3 separate regions of the Gossypium hirsutum genome follow, and regions 2 and 3 are each linked to region 1. Evidence: chromatin contacts called from public Hi-C data. All regions are on one chromosome and are shown on one strand. The core of a region is the stretch at or near the end of the contact, and the rest is flanking DNA. Distances in the headings are between cores, read along the strand shown. Region 1 has its middle 45 kb from the start of LOC107948335. Region 2 holds the start of LOC107948336 (60S ribosomal protein L4). Region 3 holds the start of LOC107948335 (E3 ubiquitin-protein ligase UPL4).

Region 1 (3,267 bases), core at 308-2,807:
CACTTTGGGTGCCTAAAAGTTTAAAGGCTTCTACCAAAACGCAACAGCTAGAGGTGGACGACATCGTAAATTGGATGATTTAAAATTTTATTTCAATGGCTGATTTAGTCTGGTCTTGTTGATAATATAAGAGAATAACGTGAGTTCAAGTGTATTGAAATATATTATCTTCTTATTTATAAATTAAAAAAATTATAAATTTTATAATTTTAAGTATTAATAAAAAAATTTATTTCAAAATCAAATCATCCTAATATGTGCTTCTAACACAATTTTTTTCCTTCCAAATGTCCAACCCAATCTATTACCAAATATTAAGATAAATTACCTCCAAAAATGGCAAACCCTAATTACCCTCCCTGAACCAATGTTGCCGCCTTCTTCTCCATACACCTCTGCGCTCCTTGATCGATCCTAAGTCCTCTATTTACGGTACATTAATAGTACACTCCTCCCCTTCCCAATCGTCTTCGTCATCAATTCACACCATCACTTTTGGACTTAATATTTCCCGGTTCAACGACCCCTAAATTCAACTTATACAATCCTCCATACTTAGTACTTTTAAGTGGATTGGATTCAGAACTTGAATCGTCGACTTTCTTGTAGCCTTGGACATTGTTACTTCGGGCTTGAGTTATTAAAAACTCAACTTCTTAAACTTTTTTGAAAGATAAAACTAAGGAAATTAGCTTAATGATATGATAAAGAGAAGATTAAACCTATAAAAATCTATGCAAATGTTGTTATCAATCTTCCATGGAATCGATCAACCAAGACCAAGAAATAAAATCAAAACTTGACCTTAAAAAAAGAAAAACATAATCTTTGCATTGTAGTTAAACTAAAACCCCTATAAATCTTATCGAAAAATAATTTTTATGCATCTAAATTTTTTATATATTGTTTAAAATACTTTTATAGAAATTTTCAATTTTTAAAATAAAAGAGCTTTCATTTTTTTTATAATTTTTACATAGAATCAAGGTTAAATTGATAGGGAATATAAAATTTGAGAATTAAATTTATTATTATACCAATTTAACAAGTGTCATGTTACTGATGAATTAGTTAGGGTGTAAATTTTTTTTTTTGAAAATTTTAGGAACTAAATTGTAATTTTTTTAATTAAATTATCAAAATGAAAATTTATTTATAATTAAATGACTATCGATATCAAATATAATTAGGTTCCACTAGATAATCGAAATAGTGAGATTAGATTCATCTTTCTTTTAATCTTGAAATGGAAAAGAAAATTTGAACCCACCCATGCATTATCACATTCATACATGCCGCATGATGGTTATGCCTTTTTGCTTAGGTAGAATTTACCGTACCTTCAGTATCCCATCCATTCTAAGGTGATGGGTACATTAGGAAACTCATTGTCATGATCTCAACTACAAAGGGGGAAATTGGGAATGAAATCCCTAAATAGGGTAGTTATGGATAATGTATCCGATGGTTAGTTAAACTCACATATGGGCTAATATCTATATGTAAGCTGATAGATAATAGGCTACGAGGATCACAGACGTTAGGGACCGAGAAAGATGGGCTAGTTGATTAATGGGCTTAGTTTTATGCTAATGGTCATAGGCATGATTTGGTCATTGTAATGTCTTTTCTTCCTTGTGAACGAAAATTTCAGAATTCTCTTCTTCAACCTTCTTTCTTCAAATTCTTCCATAAATCCAAACTTGTCACTGCTAAGGTTGTGACAAATTGGTATTAGAGCTTACAAAGATTTACTAGTCGAGCTGGGAAAGCCAAAAAAAAGTAATCACCATGGTGGGAGCAGATAACACTAGATAAACAACTTCAAGAGCAAATGCAGGTGGTGCAACATTGGTTACAAGTTGTGCAAGAATTCCCAAATGGTGGGAAGAGCAAAAAACTTTTGATGGTGGGAAGAGTAGAAGCCATCCATGAAAATGGTGGAAGTGAATTGTGATGTTCTTTTGATGTTAATTTGTCTCTAGGACAAAAAGGTAAATGCCAAGAGCAAAAGCTTTCATTATATATATTTTTTCATATATATATATAAATGGACTCAAGATTCTCGAATTTTTTGTATTCATATGAATACCAAATTAAAAGAAAAACAAAATATTTTGAAACATTCATTATTTACGTTTCAGGCTTACGAATTTCATATATTATTTAATTTAACTTCTATGGCTTTGGATAGTGATATTATGAAAATATTATATGATTAAATTAAAAGCAATCATAGTATTCAATTGAATCAAATATAACTTTGATAATCTTCAACAAATATTCAGCATGACAACCAATAATACAAGTAGGAAAATATAACATAAACCATGAAATAAAAAATTCATTTATATATTTTTAAAATTTATAAAATTTTAAATTAATAATGATAAAATTATACTTTAATTCTTAAAAATATAAAAAAAATTGATCTATCCTTTAAAAATTATAAAAATATAAATTATTAAAATAATAAAAATACATTCAAAATATACCATTTAATTCGTACCCAAAACATTTCCCACGCTTTCAATACATACTCATTTCTATTAATAGGAGGAAACAATTAACTCATTTCCAACAAAACGTGCACTAAACACCAACATTTCTTTGTCCTCAAATTCTTATTTCATCATACTGTGATATTTATTAATCGTACACAGGACACAAAACATAAATTTTGATCAACATGTTTTTCACAAACGGCAAAGACTCGTAAACATCAGGCACAAGACAGCAGCATGATCATGTTGGATGCTTTTGTAAATCCCCTTTTCGGCATCCGCGAATCTAAAACATGGTCAAAGAAATTGTTAGATTATATAGGAAAAATGCAAGAGAATTTGCAGAAGGGGATGAAATAAAAAGTTGGTTGCTACTCACCCAAGCTCCGAAAGCTTCAAATGAGATTCAGCATAGTCAGCAAAGAAGGCATCCTCATCCTAATAAGGCACAACATTATTCATAACTAAAAGTTCCAACTATTACATATATATATACATGTACTGGTACAAATGAACCGCACTTGAGAGATAAAATAAAGGTTGCATATGTTAAATCTATATGATATATATAACAAAAAGCTGAAAGATATGAATTGATACTTACTGCAGCATATTTGTGGACAAGAGGGCGAAAGACAGGATCTTCCAAAAGTGCTTTGTCGGTTGGCAACTGCATCAGACCTTCTTTCTCTCCACTGACAAGTTCTCTGTTTCAAACAAGAATGTAAGAACATGGGTCACAATGCAATCAAGTTGGAAACGA
Region 2 (3,267 bases), core at 423-2,922, 61 kb after region 1:
TTAATTATCAACAAATGATAAAATCATCAATGCATAAAAACTTATAAAGTATAGAACTTGACTGATGCACTTTAACAAATTGTTTAAACTTAAACCAGATAGTGTAATATCTCATACAAGTGTAATATCTGCCAAATGTTAGTCAAGCAAACCGAGTATGGTATAAAGAAGCAACATCCAATAAAGGTAATATCTCAACAAACGAAACGTGTACAATAAACTATATACACTATTTCTAGGAGGCCTACACCAAAACAGAGTACTCTCATAAGCACAACCACGATATTCATTGCAATTAATGGAACAATTATGAAGCAGTAATAAGCAAAAACATATAATTTAAGAAGCCAAACATACAAAGCCATTACACAATTATCATCATTCAGGAAACATTCAAAACAAAACGAACTTGATATACCTTAGAAATGGGCTTCCTCTTCTTGTCAAGCTTCTCCTTCTTAGCTTTAACACGTTGTGCCTCGGCTAAAAGAGACATCCTCCTAGCAGTCTTCGCATATGGGTTCAACTTCAGCATAGCATTCAAGTTCTTGAGTGGGTTCTTCTTCAAAGGTGCCCTCTTGATCTCCTTCTTAATGGGCTTCACAACCGACTGCACCTCATCAGAGTTGATAATCCTACCCAGATCAGCGTTCACCATCTTAGATCGAGGCAGTACGTACCCTTTCTTCTTCTCAGAAGGCTTATCAAATGACCCGTAAATTGTGTCCAGCTTCTCGTAAGCCGATTTGGTCCAAATAATGAACCTTCCAAGGTGACCACCAGGTGCCAGTTTCAACAGATTAAGCCTCTCCACGTTGGCAACCTCCACTCCAGGAATGTTACGGAAGGCTTTAATAAGCTTAGCTCCCTCAGTTCCGTAAACAATCAAAGGACCTTTACGGGAAATGTACCTCCGATTCCTCATTTTTCCTTTTCCGGGTCGGATTCCTTGGCTGTCCTTAGCCTTTTCAACATCAGGATATGCTCCGATCTGTTTCAAAACCTTGATTGCACCCGAGGTTTTCTCAACGCTCTCAACAGCATCAGAAATGACCAGCGGCATCTCCGGTACAGCCTCAATGCGGTGGCCACGTGCCATGACGAGGGAAGGAACAGCGGAGGCGGCGATGGCGGAAGCAACGGCGTAACGCTTCTGGTTAACATTGATTTTCCGGTGCCAGCGGCGCCAGATCTTGGTAGGAGCAAACATGCGTCCACCGCGACACATGTTTCCGAAAGCACCTTGGCCTGCACGGTGAGTACCCCCACCAGGAACACGAGGGATACGCGAGACGGCACGACCGGTACCCCAGGATTCAGCTGAAGTTTGGTGACCAGCGCGTTTGGAGACGGCATAGGGTTGACGGCTGTTTTTGGATATATTGTCGTGGACGAAGGTGACGATGTCGGGTCGAATCGAGGCTTTCATCACATCAGCGAGAGGAACGGTTGGGGTGGCATCAGTAGCCATGTCAGACTCTATGGTTTGGACGGAGACAAGAGGGCGCGCGGCGGCGGCCATTTTGTAGGGTTTGGGGGACGTGGGGGAGTGAAGATGGAGTAGAATGAAGAACGGGAGGAGCTCTAGGGTTTTGAGAAGTATGGATTATTTATATTCTATTTTATTAGGAAAAGAGCCGATGGTTAACAAATTTTGGGCTGCTGACCCGAATATAATAACTCTGACTCAAAGCTTAATGTACTTTATGGGTCCATCACAGGACAGCCCGTCCAAATTAATTAATTATTTTTGTTTCTTTCCTTAAAAATTATTTCTAAAAAATATATTACTTTTTTAAAAATTTTAATATCTTCTCATGTTTGAATAATTTTGCATAAAATATTTTATGCTTTTAATAAATGTATTTTTTTCATTTTTTAAGGCATCCACTCGAGCTAGTCTTGTAACCAATCTTCCACATTCTATAGGTCCATTAAGGGGATAAATGCTGGTCACAAATTTTAAAGTTGCTCCATACCCAGAGCGAAGATCAAACCCTCGACCACTGGTTAAGGTAGGAGAGACTCTTACTATCTCACCTAACTTCTATGCTTGGTAAAAAGATTTTAAGTTATTTTCAATGAAATAAATATAACATAAATCATATTTGTTACAAAATATTATAGAAATATTTCTATTTGACAGCAAAAATTTATTTTGTAATAAGATAATATTTTATAATAACTAATATCTCGTATACATTTAATAATAATCAATGTCTAATTAAAATTTAATTTGAAGTACCAATAGATGGTTAGGAGAAGTAAAAGTAGAGTTCTTCCTCCCAAATATTTGGACTAAACTTGACTCTCGTAGTCCTCATTGTTGGGAATGTTTTATTTGAATTTCACTTCAACCCGAATTGAATTGATCTTAAACTCACACATGTGATTACAAAAAAAAATGAAGTTATTATTATATAAATAAATGGATAACAATGCATTGGAGCTCGAAATGATGCATAAAGCTAAGTGGAATTTAAATTATAATATGCATTTTATAGTTTAAAAAATTTATTATAATCTAAAAAAAATATTTCCTATTAAATATTTATAAATTTTAGTATATATTATTAAAATATTAATATAAAATATTAAGTATATATTTAAATTTAAAATTATTTTTAATGTCAAAATTTATTATTAAAATTATAATTATAATTTTAAATAATTTTATTAGAATATTATTAAATATAAATATGTATGTTTAATAATATTAAAAATTATAATATTTTATTTTTTTAGATATATTAAAATTTCAAAATAAAAGTTTATTCTAATAATATTCAACTTTATTCAAATTAGATTTTATATAAAAATCAAGTTATTTATAAGTTTTTTTTAAATGATTCATGCTCTTCAAAATAAGAAGTCTAACTTTTAGAAAATATGGATTATTTTTCGTTAATTAGTAAGTTATTTTTTATTGACTAAATTATTTTTCATAAAACAAACATAAAAAAATATTAAAATTATTTTCGATAAATCATTTTTGACGAAACAAACACATTTTAAAATTGCTAAAAAGATCTACCAAAAATATTTATTTTAAAATAAACAACTATAATGAAATAAATAAAATATTGATTAATAGGATATAATTTCATACGGGGAGGGAGAAGAGCAGTATATCCCACATTTCACATATTTAAAAATAAATTTAAACTGTCAACTAAATCTTGAGTGAAATGGTAAAGACCTTGATATCAACCCTTTAGGTAACATCAATTCTAAATTCAATCACTGTACAACACATACGCCTTCAAG
Region 3 (3,267 bases), core at 356-2,855, 45 kb before region 1:
TGTAATTTCTTACCCTAACAAACTTAGTCACTTCAATCACAGTATAATCTAACAAGCAAGCTTAAAAAAATACCTGCTCAGCTACATCCACATATTCAATAGCCAATAATCTTTCACAAAGAGCAGGAACTGCATCGTGTCTAACAAGGAAACCAGATGATCTAGGATATACATCACATAGATAAGTCATACCCCTAATTGCCAACAACATTATATTAGCATTACTCTCGTTCTTCGCAAGATTTACAAGTACTGGTGATAAAGAATCCGCCATCAAACTCGAAAGCGAATCCTCATTACAAAAAGACAACACTTCACAAAGTTCAGTCAACGCAGCCAGTTGGCCCGAACCTCCATTTCCTTCGTTCAAATTTGACAAAATAGTATTCAATTTTCCATGATCACTCGACGATCTTCTTCTCTGATAGTCTCTTAAAATGTGGTGCCGTGGTTGTTGCTCAGCATCGTCAGAATCGCATGATCCATAAGCTGATTCGTCTTCCTTCTCGTGTTCACCATCCGATCGGCTCGAAGCCGAGGTGGAGGAGGAAGTTTCCATGTCAGCATCGGGAGTGGAATTTGGTAAATTGAGGTGAGTTCTGACTGAGGAACAGTTAGAGGAACTTGGTCGAAAATCTAATGAACTACAAGCTCGCTTATCTGCTGGTAATTCGTCGGCTGTTTCCGTTCGTTTCTGCCCTCGACTTCCCATGTGAATTCGTTCCCTTTTTCTTTCTTTTGGACTGACGAATTTCCAAACCAAGACAATTCACTCCAACCTGAATAAAAAAATTAATCGCATTAAACAAAGCGAAAATTAACAGTTTCATACGGAAGAAAATAAGAATATCATCGTAGAATATGAACATTACTGTTGTACAGTAGCCCAAAAAAAATCTATATAATCACCATCAAAATTTTAATCATAACAAGGCTCAGTTTAGAACTTCAAAAGGGAAAAAAGGGAATTTTTTTTAAAACAAATAAATAAAAGCATAGTATTTAGAAGACGAAAGAAAATCAAAACAAAGAAAATAGGGTTAGTTTGAAGAGGGCAACTGAATCGTCAAAACCATTAATAAGCGATCAATCCTCAAAACAATTAAAAATATATATCTCTTCAAAGCAAACCTAATACAACTAAAAATGTTCTTTTTTAAAAAGGAAAATAGAAAAAACAAAGAAATTAATGAGAAAATAAAAGCGAAAAACAACTAATCGATGAGCTTAAAAACATCAAAGAGAAAAAACAAATCACGTCAAAAAAAATTATTTTTTTCTTCCTGTTAAGTACCTAAAAAGAAGAATTGATGGTTAATCGGTCTTTCGAAAGAATCGAAGACCTACAAAATTTTAATCAACGCGATCAACTTATAGAAGATTGACGATCTTTCCTTCCCTTTTTCCTTTTATTTTTCTTTCGCTCTTCTTCCTATTGCTGATGTTTGATTTATACGATTGTGATGATAATGAAGAAAACCAGGGATTACCGAATAAGTTATCGTAATTATATATCTAGTACAGACTCCTACAGTATCGTGTGCTACTCGACCGTATGGAAAAACGTACACCTTCAAAAGTACTAGCTATACAGATTATCATCGTTGGCTTAGTTGTGGCTTTGTGCGGTAAAAGTATTATATAGTTAACAAGGTAAGAGATAGATTGTATTTGATTTTTTTATTTAAAAATATATAAATTAATTTCTATATATTAGATTAAAACAAAATTGATCTTTTCAATTAAAATTTTTATCAATTTGTAATGTTAAAAATTAATGTGGTTAATAGAATAATCAAATAATGACACGTAATGTGTCATGTATTTCTCATATTAATATCTAAAGATTAGTTTTAAACAGTAAAAATAAATAGAGTGAATTTTTAATAGAAAGACAAATTTATATTTTCATCGAATAATTTGTTTTTTCAGTAAAAATGAAAAAATATAATATTACCCTAAATACAAAGTAGATACTTCTACTGCCTTTGTGATAATAAGATGCAAAATTTTTTGCCTTGGCAGTTGGAGAGATTTTGATGTTTTTTGGTCTTTTAAGTCAGCAATGCCTTTTGGTTTAAGGTCACCCTTCCTTAATTCAGCAAACACAATTGTAAATTTGTAATTTGTAATTGTGATTTTAGGAAATAGCAATTAATTTTTAATATATTTTTATTATGAAATAAAAGAATAGAGAGAATAAAAATAAAAGAAATTTCAAAAAAGAATAAAGAGAAATAGGAAAGCAAAAGATAGGTGTGTAATTTATTTATAATGAGAACATGCTTCTCCAAAGTCTATATTTATAAACATAAGAAGTATACATTATACCAAAATTACTTCTAATAGACATTAGGGTCCCAAAATAAATCAAACTTATTATCCTAATCACATCCACTTCTATAATAATAAAATATTTATAACATTCCTCATTGGATGTCCATCGATAGATAAGTACCTCGTTAAAACCTCACTAAGATATATGTGGAAAATATTATCGGTGAAGAAAAAGAGTAAATATATGCATTAATATGTTGCCTCATTAAAAACCTTACAAAAAAAATCAATGAGACAAAACCTGGGTTAAGGGGAAAAGAGTGTCGCTTATTTATTCCCCTCATGACAGCATCACATAATATTTCATCCTATATATTTAATCTTGAATACTAGCTTTTCAAATGATCACTTGAACAAATTTGATAAATGTTTGCATCATTATTATTCTAGAGTTCATGAGTGAGGAATAATTTTGGAGAAATATATTTTAATCTCTCCAAAAATTCCAACAATAATCATAACAAACTTTGATCATATCCCTCTATGCATGCACATGTTAGATCATTTTGTAATTTTCCTTCAACTATTATTCACTGAGTCAAATTTACCACATATGTTCAAGTCAATTTAATTCATATAAATATTTATGCAAAAGTAGTGAACAATTTCCCTAGGATTTCTATATGCTTCCAACATTCTAAATCCTTTAAGGATTTAATATATTTACTATATAGTAATTTATATAAAAGGTTGTAAGAACAACCATTAGACGCATATCAAATCTTTCATAAGCTGCCAAACTAATAAGATATCTAAATGTTTTGCATTCACCACAAAAGAATATTATATCTTTCATAATCAATGCCAAGACTTAGTGAAAATCTTCATTTTCTTTTTTCGTTTTCACAGAGCTACACATTCGCACCCTCACTGGCTTTATAGGTTTAGAAATCTGGACTATTGGTTCAAAAACCTCATGAATTTTATACT

What was found. Hi-C and Micro-C count contacts between places; a contact is called where the count stands out from the background.
Region 2: a Hi-C map of hypocotyl shows a contact between it and region 1, with 2.7 times the contacts expected there. The contact joins the promoter of LOC107948336 here to the enhancer-like site in region 1. A contact is called at or near these places in 7 of 34 Hi-C or Micro-C datasets (callus, hypocotyl, leaf and 1 more).
Region 3: a contact with region 1 is called in a Hi-C map of leaf, with 1.8 times the contacts expected there. The contact joins the promoter of LOC107948335 here to the enhancer-like site in region 1. A contact is called at or near these places in 14 of 34 Hi-C or Micro-C datasets (anther, callus, cotyledon and 5 more).

What each region holds. Positions count from the first base shown.
Region 1 is chrA04:69,187,979-69,191,245 of Gossypium_hirsutum_v2.1, forward strand. It overlaps the pseudogene LOC107949273. Among protein-coding and RNA genes, the nearest start is that of LOC107948335, 45 kb to the left of the region's middle. Within about 2 kb of position 1,558, at least 3 of the 9 cell types and tissues checked have an H3K27ac peak or open chromatin away from gene starts, as enhancers often do. A contact at or near this core is called in hypocotyl and leaf, where this site is marked.
Region 2 is chrA04:69,249,012-69,252,278 of Gossypium_hirsutum_v2.1, forward strand. LOC107948336 (60S ribosomal protein L4) reads right to left here and starts at 1,673. Exons shown (of 2, transcript XM_016882838.2): 1 at 419-1,673. The coding sequence starts at 1,522.
Region 3 is chrA04:69,142,589-69,145,855 of Gossypium_hirsutum_v2.1, forward strand. LOC107948335 (E3 ubiquitin-protein ligase UPL4) reads right to left here and starts at 1,606. Exons shown (of 18, transcript XM_016882837.2): 1 at 1,295-1,606; 2 at 74-779. The coding sequence starts at 712.